2 separate regions of the Mus musculus genome follow, and region 2 is linked to region 1. A link is a contact called in public HiChIP or PLAC-seq data. All regions are on one chromosome and are shown on one strand. The core of a region is the stretch at or near the end of the contact, and the rest is flanking DNA. Distances in the headings are between cores, read along the strand shown.

The links. HiChIP or PLAC-seq counts read pairs in DNA pulled down with a chosen protein or histone mark.
Region 2: a contact with region 1 is called in an H3K27ac HiChIP or PLAC-seq map of heart atrium, with 5 read pairs. The contact joins two enhancer-like sites. A contact is called at or near these places in 2 of 484 Hi-C or Micro-C datasets (cortical neurons and nephron progenitors), 1 of 115 datasets of contacts at active chromatin or transcription factors (heart atrium) and 3 of 9 other capture datasets (adipose tissue, liver and pancreatic islet).

The regions. Positions count from the first base shown.
Region 1 is chr5:150,388,203-150,395,267 of GRCm38.p6, reverse strand. It overlaps Fry (FRY microtubule binding protein), which reads right to left. Exons shown (of 61, transcript NM_172887.2): 19 at 6,313-6,495; 20 at 4,546-4,632; 21 at 1,031-1,290; 22 at 91-280. Among named protein-coding and RNA genes, the nearest start is that of Gm36299, 16 kb to the left of the region's middle. Within about 2 kb of position 4,712, at least 21 of the 459 cell types and tissues checked have an H3K27ac peak or open chromatin away from gene starts, as enhancers often do. A contact at or near this core is called in heart atrium, where this site is marked.
Region 2 is chr5:150,461,158-150,468,346 of GRCm38.p6, reverse strand. Fry (FRY microtubule binding protein) reads right to left here. Exons shown (of 61, transcript NM_172887.2): 52 at 1,906-2,103; 53 at 1,401-1,562. Among named protein-coding and RNA genes, the nearest start is that of Gm5, 37 kb to the left of the region's middle. Within about 2 kb of position 1,931, at least 126 of the 459 cell types and tissues checked have an H3K27ac peak or open chromatin away from gene starts, as enhancers often do. A contact at or near this core is called in heart atrium, where this site is marked.

The DNA.
Region 1 (7,065 bases), core at 3,463-5,962:
ACAGTGTGATTTGCACTGGGAACAAACGCTACATGAACAAGCTAAAAAGCAACCCTTACAGACTAATTCCCCTGAAGCATGTCATGTCACCTTGTTATCGTAGCTCACTGTACCGTCGGGAGTCGTTGCCATTATCTCAGGAGTGGATGCTCGTAAGTGTCCTGGGCTCATAATACTGGGCTTGGCAACTCCGAAACAGAGAATGAGGTAATTTCTCCACAAGGTAACATAGTTGTCTCCGCTGCTCGCTGTGCTGGTTTTCTTGGCGTTGACTGGGCTGCTATAGATGTGGAGGCAAACAACGGTAAAACTAAATTCCTGATTTTATGGTTTTATTTTTATTTTTATTTTGTGTGTGTGTGTGTGTGTGTGTGTGTGTATACAGGGATGCATGTGCCTATGGTGACCACAAGAGGGCAGCAGATCCCCATGGAGCTGAAGTTATAGGCAGCTGTGAGCCATTTAACCCACTTAGCCTGGGTGCTGGGAACTGAACTTGGGTCCTCTGCGAGAGCCGTGTGTGCAACTGTCTCTCCAATTCTTGATTTTGAATATGAGTTTTAGGGGTTCTGTTTGAGCTAGAATCTCACTATACAGGCCTTTCTGTACATAGCCTGGCTGGCCTTGATCCTGTAGCGATCCTTCTATCTCAGCCTCTTGAGTGTTAGAATTGTAAGCATATATTATTATACCGGGCTGTAAATATCACTTCTTAAATAAAGATCATTAGGAGGGCTCAAGAAATTAGGCAGCTGCCCATCAAGGATGAGAGGACACACAGAAGAATTTTAAAGATCTTGGGATTAAGAGCCAGAGCTTCCTATACTGGTATACTTAGTCATACTGATTATTAAAGCAAAAGAAAAAAAACCCTGTTCTAGACAGAATATTTTTATCTCTACTATGTACTAAGAATGCTATAGCAGGAAATTTTTAAAAATTAGAGAAGATTATGGTAGCCTAACCTCTTATGTGGAATGAAAATGTAAGAGAACCAATCATAAGCATTGGACACACACGGGCACCTTACTTTGGGTCTACCAGCGGCATCACGGACTGCAGCCGGGTGAAGGCGTAAGGCCAGGCATAGCTGAGGGCCGTGGGGCAATGCTTCGGCAAGTTTTCCTGACGGAGGAAGCTGAAGAGGCACAGGACCCAGGGGTCTTTGACAGATTGCGCGAAGATCCAGACGTGGGAGGGGCTCTTCACATCGTAATGGCTGTTGACCAGGACCGCGTTCCATTCCACCAACCACTGGAGATCTACATTGTGGGTCGGAGGTAGTGTTGCCTGAGGGCAAGAAATGGGCAGCCAAATGTAATCAGGCTTGGCAGACTTTACCAGGGCTCGACCTGCCGCCCCTGTTTCCACGGTGCCTTTCCGAACCTCGGATGCCACGGATCAGCTTTGGATCTGGGACACCCATCACATTTAACAAACACCTGTCCGAGTCAGCTGCACCCCTCTGCCAGCCATAGCAGCAGTAAGTGTGACTTTCAACAATTACAATCATTTTCAATGTTGTTGTTGCTTTTTGAGACAAGGAAGCACGATGTAGCTCTTGCAGGCCTGTAACTTGTTCTGTAAACTAGGTGGGCCTGGTGCGGGAGATTAAAAGTGTGAACCACCAGGCCTAGCTATAATCATATTTTTAAGTTTTGAAGTCAGAGGATGGTTACCAAACATTTATGTGACGATATATGATATTAATCAATTTAAATGTGACCACAGATTTGTGCTTTTCTAAAATTTGTTTTTATTTTATGGATATGAATGTTAGGCCCGAACATATGCCTATGTGTCTGGTGCCTGTGGAGGCCAGAAGAGGGCAATGAATTTCTAGGAGCTAGAGTTACAGTTGGTGTCTTAGTCAGGGTTTCTATTCCTGCACAAACATCATGACCAAGAAGCAAGTTGGGGAGGAAAGGGTTTATTCAGCTTACACTTCCACATTGCTGTTCATCACTAAAGGAAATTAGGACTGGAACTCAAGCAGGTCAGGAAGCAGGAGCTGATGCAGAGGCCATGGAGGGATGTTACTTACTGGCTTGCTTCCCCTAGCTTTCTCAGCTTGCTTTCTTATAGAACCCAAGACCACTAGCCCAGGGATGGCCCCACCCACAATGGGCCCTCCCACCTTGATCACTAATTGAGAAAATGCCTTATAGCTGGATCTCATGGAGGCATTTCCTCAAGGGAGGCTCCTTTCTCTGTGATAACTCCAGCCTGTGTCAAGTTGACACAAAACCAGCCTGTACAGCCACCATGTGGGTGCTGAGAATCCAAACTCTGAACTTCTGGAAGTAAGTGTTCTTCACCATGGAGCAATAATCTCCCTAACACGCAAACCACGTGTGGGATCCATAACTGTGCCTTTGCTCCTGTGATTTGTTTGTGTGATGTGTGCGTGTCTTTACTTGCACTGAAACACTTTGCCGGGGCTTTAGAAAACACCTGAACACTTACTTTCCCTTGTATGAAGGGATCCCAGCGATGATTTTTAAGAGGATACCTTATCTGTCCCTACGATATCAAGCCAATGTACTTCAAAACTTCTCTTAAAATATATATGTGTGAATTGATAAGTTCTCTCACTTTGTTGTCTTTTAAGTATCCACATCAATATTTAGGCAATACCAGTTTTCAAACAGCATATCCATTGTTCCAAAGCAGGGGTGGGGGGGATGCTTGCTCTTTTGTTAGGTATGTATGTATGTATGTATTTATATTTTTCGAGGCAGGGTTTCTCTGTGTAGCCCTGGCTGTCTTGGAACTCACTCTGTAGACCAGGCTGGCCTCGAATTCAGAGATTCTCCTGCCTCTGACTCCTGAGTGCTGGGATTAAAGACATGTGCCAAGACTGCGAGCCATTAGTTAGGCATTTATTGAGTGTTCTATTTCACCTGCTAGGGCCATGAACTCCCCTAGGTAAATGTTACAGATCTGTTTGGCCTTCATAAGTCACTGGGCTGGAAGGGGGCAGAACTGGACTTTCAGAGCCAGGGAGATGAGATCCTATCAAGTGGTCTCCCTAAACCTGGGTTCTGGGGAGATCACTGACTCTAGAGACAGACATCTCCTGCATTCATGACTAAGCAGCTGTAAGTAATCTCTCCTGATAGTCTTTGTGAATCAGATGGGTACAGAAATCCAACGCCTGTGCGTGCTCACCTGCTGAACAGAGTGCAGGATGCTGACCTGGTGACATGCTTAGGATCTGAGTCTAGCAAATACAGAAGAAAATGAGGATATATGACAGTCATCTACAGGAAAGGCAGATGTGCATGTATAAGAACTATAGGAGCCCTTCCACGTCGGGTTCTGACAACTGTAACATAAGAGAACGTATACGTCTTTATTCTGACTGTGCCTGGCCAATGGCCTTAGTGATTATCGTGATTGTGATTGCCCAAAATTAGCATTTTGTGTTCTGTGTCATGAAAGTCTGTGGAAAGTTTACAGATTCCACAATGCAGTCATTTGCATATGTGACAGGCATCAGTGCTAAGTACCAGCTAAGTGTGTTCTTCAGTGACCCCCCCCCCCTCCCCGCAGACTTCCCTGTTTGTGGAGCTGGAATGAATCCAAGACTGCTCACTGGACTTTTCTGTTTTAAAGGATAGATAGCTAAGCTGGGTAGTGGTGACACACGCTTTCCCAGCGAGGCAGAGGCAGGAGGATGTCTGTTAGCGTATGCAGCTAGAGGCTTACATTTAGCTAGTACTGTGGTAAAAAATCTGCCATGTTCTAAATACTTGTCATCTTAGGTTGTAGATCCTTTTCCTCCTCCTCCTCCTTCTTCTTTTTTTTTTTTTTTGAGACGAGCTCTCACTATATAGAGCAGGGTGGCCTAGAACTCAGAGATTCACTCGCCTCTGCTTCCCAAGTGCTCAGGTTAAAGGCATTTGTACCACACACCACAGGCTCAAGGTTCCATTCCTGGGTCTAGTTTTAGGTTTCTTAAGGGTCACCGGGGCCTTTGATCCCAGCATGCAGGAGGCAGAGGCAGGGAGATCTCTAAGTTCTAGGCCAGCCTGGTCTACAGAGCAAGTTCCAGGTTAGCTAGGGCTACACAGAGAAACCCATCTTGAAAAACAAAGTGTTGTGCCCTGAGCTAACCCCTGGCTTAATGCTTCTGAGTTTTAATAACTGTGAGGGTCAAAGGTACTAAAAATAAAACCATCCTGGGAACTATAAAGTAACACATAGTGGAACTTATGTATTGAGACTGCTGTAATACAAAATATTAAGTACAAAATTAAACAAAGATTATGTATTAAAAATAACAATTTAAGGCTAGTTATTTGAAATTGAAGTTTTCAAAAATATTTGAAAGTTCAAATTTTGTATGAAATTTTTTTTTCAGACCTGTCCTGTGCTATTTTTTGAAAAGCTAATCTTTCTTTCTTAGGTATCTGGGTCTCAGGTTATTAATCTGCCTTGAGAGGCTTGACACATAGGGTTTTTATTTGGCTCTGTTTTGAGAGAGAGGCTCAGGATTTATAACTGACATCAGATAGCATTGGGGACCACACGTCTGCTTACCGAATCTGAAACTGCCACATGAATGAAGCTTTCAAGAATGGAAGAACTCAGCTGATCCATGACATCAATCATTGGCCTGTCATCGTCCTGTACAAAGGAGGAGCCAGTTATACCCCATGGGAAACGTGTCCTTCCCACCGTCCCCACAACCTTCATCCCAGGACATGAAGCAGAGCAGCCTGCCAGACAGTGATAACAGTTTTCTCACAGAGACAGGAAAGAGAAGGCAGGGACTAAAACAACCCTTTGGTCCCGAGGATAGACAGACTTTTGATTTCCAGCGCAAGATAATTAAAGCTCCAGTTTCAAATACTTGCTCATACTCCAGAATCTAAATGCCAGTACTGTATATTAGTCTCGGAGACACTCACACTTCTGGGATAAGCTTAAGGGGCAGGAGCCCTGCCTGCAGGAACATACCTCGCTGGGACACTAAAATGATCTTATTTGAGGTCACTGGCTTACCAGGATAGCTGACAACGTGGCCTGTGATTGAATTTTAGTCCAAAGAAAACACACAGTAGACAAGCCCTGTACCCCATGCTTCCCATGTGCAGTGCAGCCTTGCCTCTTATCTTGGGAGGCCACATTTTCTTCCGCCACCATCGAAACCAAGGTGTTTGTTTTGGCGTCATGATGTTTTAAAGAGGATGTATTACGTTTTCTAGTTTATTCTCTATGTGTGGCAGCTTCTTAATTAGATGTATGTCAGATGCTGAGAGGAATGACCCACAACCAAATTAATCTTAAAATTCTTGGTAAAGTGGGGTCATTTAGGAACTTAGAAGTGGTCTCTTCTGTCACTGTCAGAATATAGGATTTGCTTCTACTAGATTAAAGATGCCACTGTGCCCATAAATCTCACAATATGGTTACACAGTGACAATACCAGCTGATAGTCCAGCGTGGCTGGGAAGTTCCACAAGGCCCCACCCCTGGTAGAGAGCTACAGGTAGTTAACGGCTGTTGAGAAAGATAATTAGTCTTCTCTATACACAAATCTCCCATAGGTTATCTGATCCTAAACGGTCAGCCCTAAGCACATGCATATTAGCAATACTAAATGGACTAGTAGGCTGGACTTTCACACTATATATATTATATGTGTGTGTGTATCATATGTATGTTTATGTGTGTATGTATATATATATGTGTGTGTGTGTTTAAAAAGAGAAGATAGTGAAATTGGGGGGGTATGGATTGGAGCCAAGAGAGTGTTGTATGGAAATACAGTATGAAATTTGGAAATAAAGTTTAAAAAAAAAGAAGCAGCAGAAAAGACCCAGGTTCAGTTCCCAGCACCCACACGGCAGTTCACGACTGCCTGCAACTCCAGTGCCAGCAGATTTAATGACTTCTTCTGGCTCGCAAGGACCCTGAATGTACATGGTACACGTGCTTGGGTGGAAAATACTTGTGCACAGAAAATAACAAGAAATGCAATCTTAAAAGGTGGTTTACTTAAGATTTTAAAAAGAATTCTGTTATAGCCTGGGAATGCATGTCTTTAATCCCAGAATTTAGGAAGCTGAGCCAGACAGAACTCTGTGAGTTCAAGGCCTACGGACCCTGTCCTCAAAACAAAATAAAGCAAAAACAGATAAACAAACCAAACGAAACTACAGCCACTATCTAATTAAAAACCCAACAATGTATCAACAACAAAGTCCTTGCCCTACACATATTAGGTACCCCCAATAGTACTGTGTTATTTCTAGTCTTTGATCCATAGCTGTTGAAGGGAGACTCCTGGAGAACACCCCGTACCTCGGGCTGACCCAGGGCCAGGAAGAGAGCTCGGATCTCCTTGAGTATCAGCACCGACAGCTTGCGTGTGGCCACCTGGAAGCTGCAGAGCAAGACGAGAGCGAAGCCTTCCACAGCATGGAGGACACTGCAGTGCGGGCCTCGTTCTGACTGCATACGGTGGCTGGAGCCGTTGGGAATGAGCTGTCGTGCAAGAAGAACATTCCAGGGTCAGCAGCAAGATAACAAGGGAGAAATACAGGCTTTCTGCACATTTAGTTTCATAAAATTAAATTGAAACAGCTTAGAGACAAGAGTGTGTGAAATGATTATTATTCATGAGATCTCTGGATTCCCTTTTTGCCTTTCGGATCGATCAATGGGTGCTTTGTGATAAAGCCAGCCGTCTGTTACCTCTGATGGGAAATGACTGTTTAAGGGCTGTACGTAGAGAGGAGACGGATCTTGCCTCTCCATCCACACCATTTGGGATTATGCTACAGCTGAGATCAAAGTGGTTTAATTTATTTTCACTGAAGTTTCTACAGACAAAAGACACTATTAAGTTAGATTTTTCAAAATTTTTACTTTCTAATTGATACTAGTGTATGTATGTATGTATTTATGTATGTATGTACTATGAATGTATGTACATACACACATATTTGGTGGTACTGGTATATATGTGTGTTTGGATTCAGACTCTGGGAAAAGGAACTGAGGTGCATATTTTACATATCAAAGCAGACCTGGCCTTCAGGTCCTCCCAGCATC
Region 2 (7,189 bases), core at 682-3,181, 76 kb before region 1:
TTCTGACGGATGAATCTATGTCTTTTCTAACACCGTAACTATATCAAATGCCATAGAATTTAGGTCATGAGAAAATGGAGGTGTCTTTAAAAGTGAGAGCCAATATTTTATTTATTTATCTATCATCTATCTATCAATCAATCATCTATCTATCTGTCTGTCTGCATTTAAAAGAAAAATGGAGAGACTTTACTCATGCCGAGAAATAACATGCTCAGCATGTCACATATGTTTTATGATGGTTTCCCAAGAAATTTAACTTAAAATGTCTTGATCTTGGGATTAATGTTCTAGTATTTTTCAATCTAGAACAAGAGTTTGTTCAGGGGGAGGGGGCTTTATTTTTTTGGCCAAAAACGAACAGTTCCAATGCCAAGAAATCCCAATTACAGTTCTTATTCTTTCCTTTGAGTTGGGGCAATCATAGAAATAATTCTTTTCAGCTCTAATATTATTGGTTCAAAGCTTTCAGGGGTTTCTTTTTTCTTTTTTCTTTTTTTGGTTTTTTGTCAGGGGTTTCTTGATTTCGGCATATTGTAAAATGGTATAGAAAGTGTTATAGCTTTCCTTTATCAGTATTTCTCCCCCCTACCCCCCCACCATATTTTTTTTCTCTTTCAAAGTTGCAAAACTATAGCCAAAATCAGAATCAGGAATGACTAATTCTATTCTAATAGTGATAAGACTATTTTGATATCTCTAATATAAAGAAATAAAATTCTACACTAAAGGTCATATGTGTGGTTACAACATCCAAATGAATGGTTTCATGGGGCAGGATATTTTCTGTGAATTTTGATAAACTAAACCTTAAGTAAAATATCCACAAGATTTTTTTTTTTTTGTCTTAAAGCCAACCTTTTAAAGTAGGGAAATTATATATTAGATAACTCTTCCTCTCAGGGAGTCCAGCTAGGAGAGTTTTATGCAGATTTGGCATAATTCTGTGTGATTGACATTAAATATTTCTATCGTTTGCCAAAAGGCAAGCACTGAATCAATGAGCAAATTGTATAATTGGTTCCTACTCGAGGAAAAATTCCCCCCCAGTGCTCGCGTACTCCTACGCCTCACTTAGTGAACTGTTTTATAAAAGCCACCACACTCCCAGCGCCACGACAGTCTCTCTCCACTACTTGCTTTTGCAGTCAGTCAGTGGTCAAGTATTTCATTTTACAAAGGCCTCAGGCCAAATCTCTCAGCCAAAGGGACGTCTGCTCAAGTTTGTGAGCATAAAACAACTTCAAAACACAGGACCGGGTGGGAGCTTCAGTCATTTCACTAAAACCAGAGGCGTAAAGCCCCTCCACTTTGAACCTCCCTCTACAAACTCTTAACAGGATTTTTTTTTGGTCTTTCCCCCCATGTCCTTACAATAGAAATTCCACAAATCTCTTCACCTTTGACCCCTCTGAAATCTGCAGATTATTTATATCAGGCAAAGAAGCCTCGAAGTTTGCCATTCTGGTGTTGAAGGAATGAGGGTCTGCGGGGGCGGAGTCACAGGCACTGGTCAGCAGCTCCATGGGATTCGCCTCCTCGGAGGGGGAGAGGTTCATGATCTGTTTAGAAGGCAAAGCAAAGAAAATGTAAAGGAAGTTCCTGTCAGGAGAACGCACATCACTGGTCCCCGGTACTTGGTTGACAGGTATCATTTTCCTAAGCTCTCTATATCATTGACTGTCATTAGCATATTAACGTAGCCGTGGGCAACCCCGTATGACCTGGCCTCAGGGTACCAAATGCCTACAGTGACCTACAGTGAAGAAGAGGTCAACAGCCATAAAGAGTTTATTTGGCTGGAAACCAAACTCCTGAGTTAATTTAAAAAAAAAAAAAAAAAAAAAAAGCAAACCAAACCCAAGGCTTCCTTCCCAACCCTCCAGTGGGAGAGTTCCTACTTACAAGGTCTGAGTGTTCCAGGATCTGGCTGGCTGTGAGGTCCTCCTCGGATGACTCATCGGAATCCTCGTGGCTCATCTTGTTTAGGCTGGGAGTACTTCTGGAGAGCTGGCGCTCCTCCAGGATCTGCATATCACACTTGTCCAGGCTGTCCAGGGAGCGCCTGCGCACTCCCCAGTTGAAGTTGTCCATACTCTCCCCCTGAAATCACACCACAAACGACTTTTCATGCCCCGGGTCCTCCTGCACACACACGCGCACACGCACACACCTTCACACAGTCAGTCCCAGCTTAGAAACAAACGAGGTCACCATCGACTCTCAAGCCCTCATCTGCTTCAATGCTCAGACTTCTGTTTACCAATAAGGAGACAAAGAAGCCAAGCTTTTCTGGAAATGTGTGTTACTTCCCAAGTAAAAGTGAAGACACACTTCTCTTTGATGTGTTAGTTATACATGTATACATATATGTATATATATATATTTTTTTTTTTTGAAACAAGGCCTCTTTGTATATAGCCTTAGATGACATGGAACTCACTTTGTAGACCAGGCTGCCCTCCAACTCACAGAGATCCATCTGTCTCTGTCTCTGTCTCTGTCTCTGTCTCTGTCTCTGTCCCTCTCTTTCTCTCTCTCCCAAGTGTTGGGATTAAAGGCATGCACCATCACACCCAGAAGGAAATACATATTTCTTTTTCTTTTTTTCTTTTTTCTTTTCTTTTTTTGAGAGAAATACATATTTCTTAAAGTCGATTTTGGTAAACCCTAGAAAATTTTGTGTTTTCAAAAATCTGTTCCAAAAAAAAGAGGGAGATTATTAATATTAAAATAACTAAAATTAGGGTGCACCTTCCCTCCCCCGCCAGCCTCTGTTTAGTTAGAGTTTTCTGGAGGGGAAGCAAGTGTGCTCAGAGCAGATTCCGGAATGCCTTGGCTGTTGTTAAGTAGAAGCGTGTTAGGTAAACACCCTAGACTGTTTTGCCACAACGGATTCCACAGAAAAATGCAGAGTTAAAAGTCTGTGAGAGCTGTGCCAAGTTTGAGGGGCTGTGCACTAATCGGAAGCCACAACTTGGCTTTTGCTTAAGACTCAAGTTTAAATTGCCCGAGCTGGGAAGTGGTTAAATTTCTTTCCTTGGCACTGAAGATTTCCTGCAGACTTGCCCATTCTGACTCAGTGAGAACAAGCATAGTCAGGCAAGGAAGTTTTAACTCCTGGAGTTGTAGCTCATATCTTCTCTACAAAAGCGCCAGGTATTAGATAAAATGAATGTGGGGTTCGGTTCTCTCGAATCAGGACTAAAGGACGATATCTACACTGTACTGACTGGTCCTGTGTGTCATTTGACACAAGCTAGAGTCATCAGAGAGGAAGGAGCCTCAGTTGAGAAAATGCTTCTATGAGATCCAGCTCTATGGCTTTTTCTAAATTAGTGATCAATGGCGGAGGGCTCAGCCCATTGTGGGTGGAGCCATCCCTGAGATGGTAGTTCTGGGTTCTGTAAGAAAGCAGGCTGGCCGAGCAAACCATGGGGAGCCAGTAAGCAGCACCCTCCATGGCTTCTGCATCAGCTCCTGCCTCCAGGTTCCTGCCCTGTTTAAGCTCCTGTCCTGATTCCTTCAGTGATGAACAACCACGTGGAGGTGTAAGCCAAATAAACCCTGTCCTCCTCAGTTTGGGTTTTTGGTCATGGTGCTTCATTGCAGCTATAGAAACCCTAACTAAGGCACACTCTGATGATAAACAAAAGAGTCATCTGAGTAAGGTCCAGCGCTCCATCTCATTGGATGGTCATTTGAAACCTAATGGCTCCTGAGGTCAGCGAGCAGCACACTAGTCCAAGAGCCATGGGTGGGTATCACATGCAGAGAGCAGGAGGCTTAGTTCTCCTCTTCTGGCTCCTGGTTTTAGATAAGGCAGGTTTATTGAACCAGTCCTTGGTGTCACAGACCTCAACTCTAACAGGTGCCGGCAGCCTGTCCAAGTTTTGTTTTGACCATTTGTGGAAGAAAGCAATAGCAAGATTCCTAAATACATCATTGCAGATATAGAAAGTGTTACCATCATTTGTCCTGTTATGGTATTTTCAGGGATTTATTTATTTTTATTTTATGTGTGTGCCCGTGTGTATGCAGGTACACCGTGTCGCAGTGCCCACAGAAGCCAGTGAAGGGAGTCGGATCCCCTGAGATTAAAGTTACAGATGGCTTTGCGCTGCTGGGGTGCTGGGAACTGAACCTGGGTCTGTCTTCATGCTATGTGGGTTGGTCTTCCCTACTTTGAAGTGTTCCGAAATCCCAACTGTTCTTGAGGGCCATCAATGGAGGTCCCAAGTGGAAAATTCCATGGTACAGCTGACAGTCAAAACCCAGCCCCCCTAAAAATGCTGTATGAAATTACCATCAGGCTAAATGCAGAGGAAATAAAAGTCAATTTAGCATTTAGACTCGAGGCTCATCCCCAAGAAACTGTGTGTATATTATGCATATGCAAATATTTCCAAATAAATAAAACCACTCAAATCCGAAACATGTCTAGTCCCAAGCATTCTGCATAAGGAAACTCCACCTGTACCTGTTTCCCGCAGATGGCTGTAAGAACTTACTACTGAATAATTTGGGTTTCTTCCTAGTGGGAACAGTTAATTCTTTAACGTAACCACTGCAGTAGGAATATGGAAAAAAAAAAAAAAGTAAAGACCAAAAGGTCCTAAAAGGAAAAAGAAATGTAATTTGTAAAAACAAAACAAAACAACAACAAAAGGAGGGGAATGGAAATAAGGAAAATAAAGAATGTGAGAAGTCTGTAAACATAGACTGACAACAACAATTTTTCTTGTGCCAAATGAACAGATGAGTTTGGGAAGGCTCCCACAAGCCACAGCTCTGGAGGTCTCCTCCATTGATGGAGCCTGCAGCATCCCAGAGGTATGACAGGTCAGAGGCTGCTATACTGGGCACAGATGCTCTTGTCGATGTGGGGGAAACTGAACCCACTGGGCATGAGAACTGGGAGGCACAGGTAATATCCATCTCCATAGAGGATGTGACCGGTCTATTCCAGGCAAAGCTGTTGAAATTATTTCCCTTGTGGTAGCTGAGGGGTGTAGCTCTCGGTAAGGACTATGGGTAAAGCTAGAACATGTGATTAGCATTGTTGTTTGTTTTGTTTTTTTTTAAGTATAGAACAGAGTTTATTCAGGGCACGGGGAGGGGAGTTAAGAGGGCAGTGCAGGCAGAGAGAGGCAGAGGGAGGGGGGAGAGAGAGAGTAGAGGCCGGCCATGAGCAAGTGTATGTGTGTATGTGAGAGAGAGAGAGAGAGAGAGAGAGAGAGAGAGAAAGAGAGAGAGAGAATGGAGAGAAGGGGGAAGAGAAACAGGGAAAGAACAAGAGAAGCAAAAGCGTGATTATCATTGCTAACGGTTCTTGGATTCAGATTCTAGCATACACAATAAAGTCTATAGTGTGTAAAAGTCAGTTTAGTTTTTTTAAAAAAATTATTCTTGTTTTATGTGTATGAATGTTCCATCTACATGTGTGCCTGGGCGCCATGTGTGTGCTATCCAGGGGAGGTCAGAAGAGGGTGTAAGATCTCCAGGAACTGGAGCCGCCCTGTAGGTGCTCTTGGGTACCCTGCAAGAGCAGCCACTGAGCTATCTTTCTAGCTCCAAGCTCAGCTTTCTCAGCATAGCACTGACTACCCTCGGTTGGAGCCACCCATCCTGCCTCTGCACCAGATGCCCACCATGTGCCTTAGGTCACATACAAGGTAAAAAGCCAAAACCCTGTTGATTCATGATGCCAGATTGTGTGTGTGTGAAAATACAGAGCAGCTATTTCCAGATGGACCATTTGCACATATAGCTGTCAAATTTAAACATAACACCCAGAGTTTATCCCGAGATAGCAGAATATTGACAAATACCCTTGAAGTGTCAAAGATAATATTCTTGAAATTATTTAAAACGAAACTGTGTTTAAAAATGTTATTGTTAGAGAGCCAGCAATTGAACCAGGTCTTTGTGCATGATAAGGAAATAATCTCCTGAGCCGGGTGTGGTGGTGCACGCCTTTAGTCCCAGCACTCGGGAGGCAGAGGCAGGCGGATTTCTGAGTTCGAGGCCAGCCTGGTCTACAAAGTGAGTTCCAGGACAGCCAGGGCTACACAGAGAAACCCTGTCTCGAAAAACCAAAAAACAAAAACAAAAACAAAAAAACAAAACAATATCCTATTAAGCTCTACCCCTAGCCAAAATTAAATAAATAGATAAACAAACAAATAAATAAATAATCAAATACATTTTTCCAAATAAAGCTACTTAAGTGAGTCCTAAAGTGATAGGGTCATGGGTCAGCTTGCTTAAGATGATATACTGTCATAGGCCTGGGCCCAGACACCATTATCAGCCATTTTTTTTTTTTTTTCTTGCAGAGCACCTGGTTTGGATGAAAATTAACTTATCTAGTTGCCAGACACAGAGCGATAGCTTTGGATTTTTAGAAAAGAAAGTGGTTTTTGTTTTGTTTGTTTTTGATTTTTGTTTTTCCAGGAGTACTGGGGCTGGAACTCAGGGCCTCAATTCCTGCTACCTAGACACTGTACCACTTAGGTACATCCTCAGCCTGATTTCCTTCACCATTTACAGGGCAACAAAACCCATTCATAGGAGGCAGTACGGTGCCTACCCCTAGACCACAGTCAAAGACTTATCTCCTCTCAAGAGATGCAACCATGCAACTTCCAGAACTAAGGATACGAAAGCATTTTTATATTTTAGAAGATATTTCGATACTAGAGCAGCCAAGGGGGAGGGGCAGGGCAAAACCAAACCAAACCAAAAAACAACGAACAAACAATCCTCCTTCCCCCCGACCCCCGAAAAAAAACAAACCCTCATCTATCAAACACTTAAGAAGAAGTCTACACACAGATAGGCAGACGTGCTGGAGGGAAGGTGAAGCGCTCCGGTTGTTATAGAACTACACAAAGATACAATGCACCTGCCTGTGCACCAGAATTAAGTAAGAGTAACATCGTCTTACCTGAAGTTCCTGGGGGAGCAGTTTGAATGGACAGAAAAACAAACAAAAGTTCTATTTAAAATGATATAATGTATAAAACACCCCAGTGCATTTTAGTTTTCACACAACAACAGTGCTAGCAACATATTCTTCAGTAGACACAACTCTTACAAAAGAAGGAAAACATGCCTGAACTCCAAGGGAAAAAAGCATCACTATTTGCTCTCAGAGTTCCTGCTTGTCTTCCTGGCAGAAGATGAG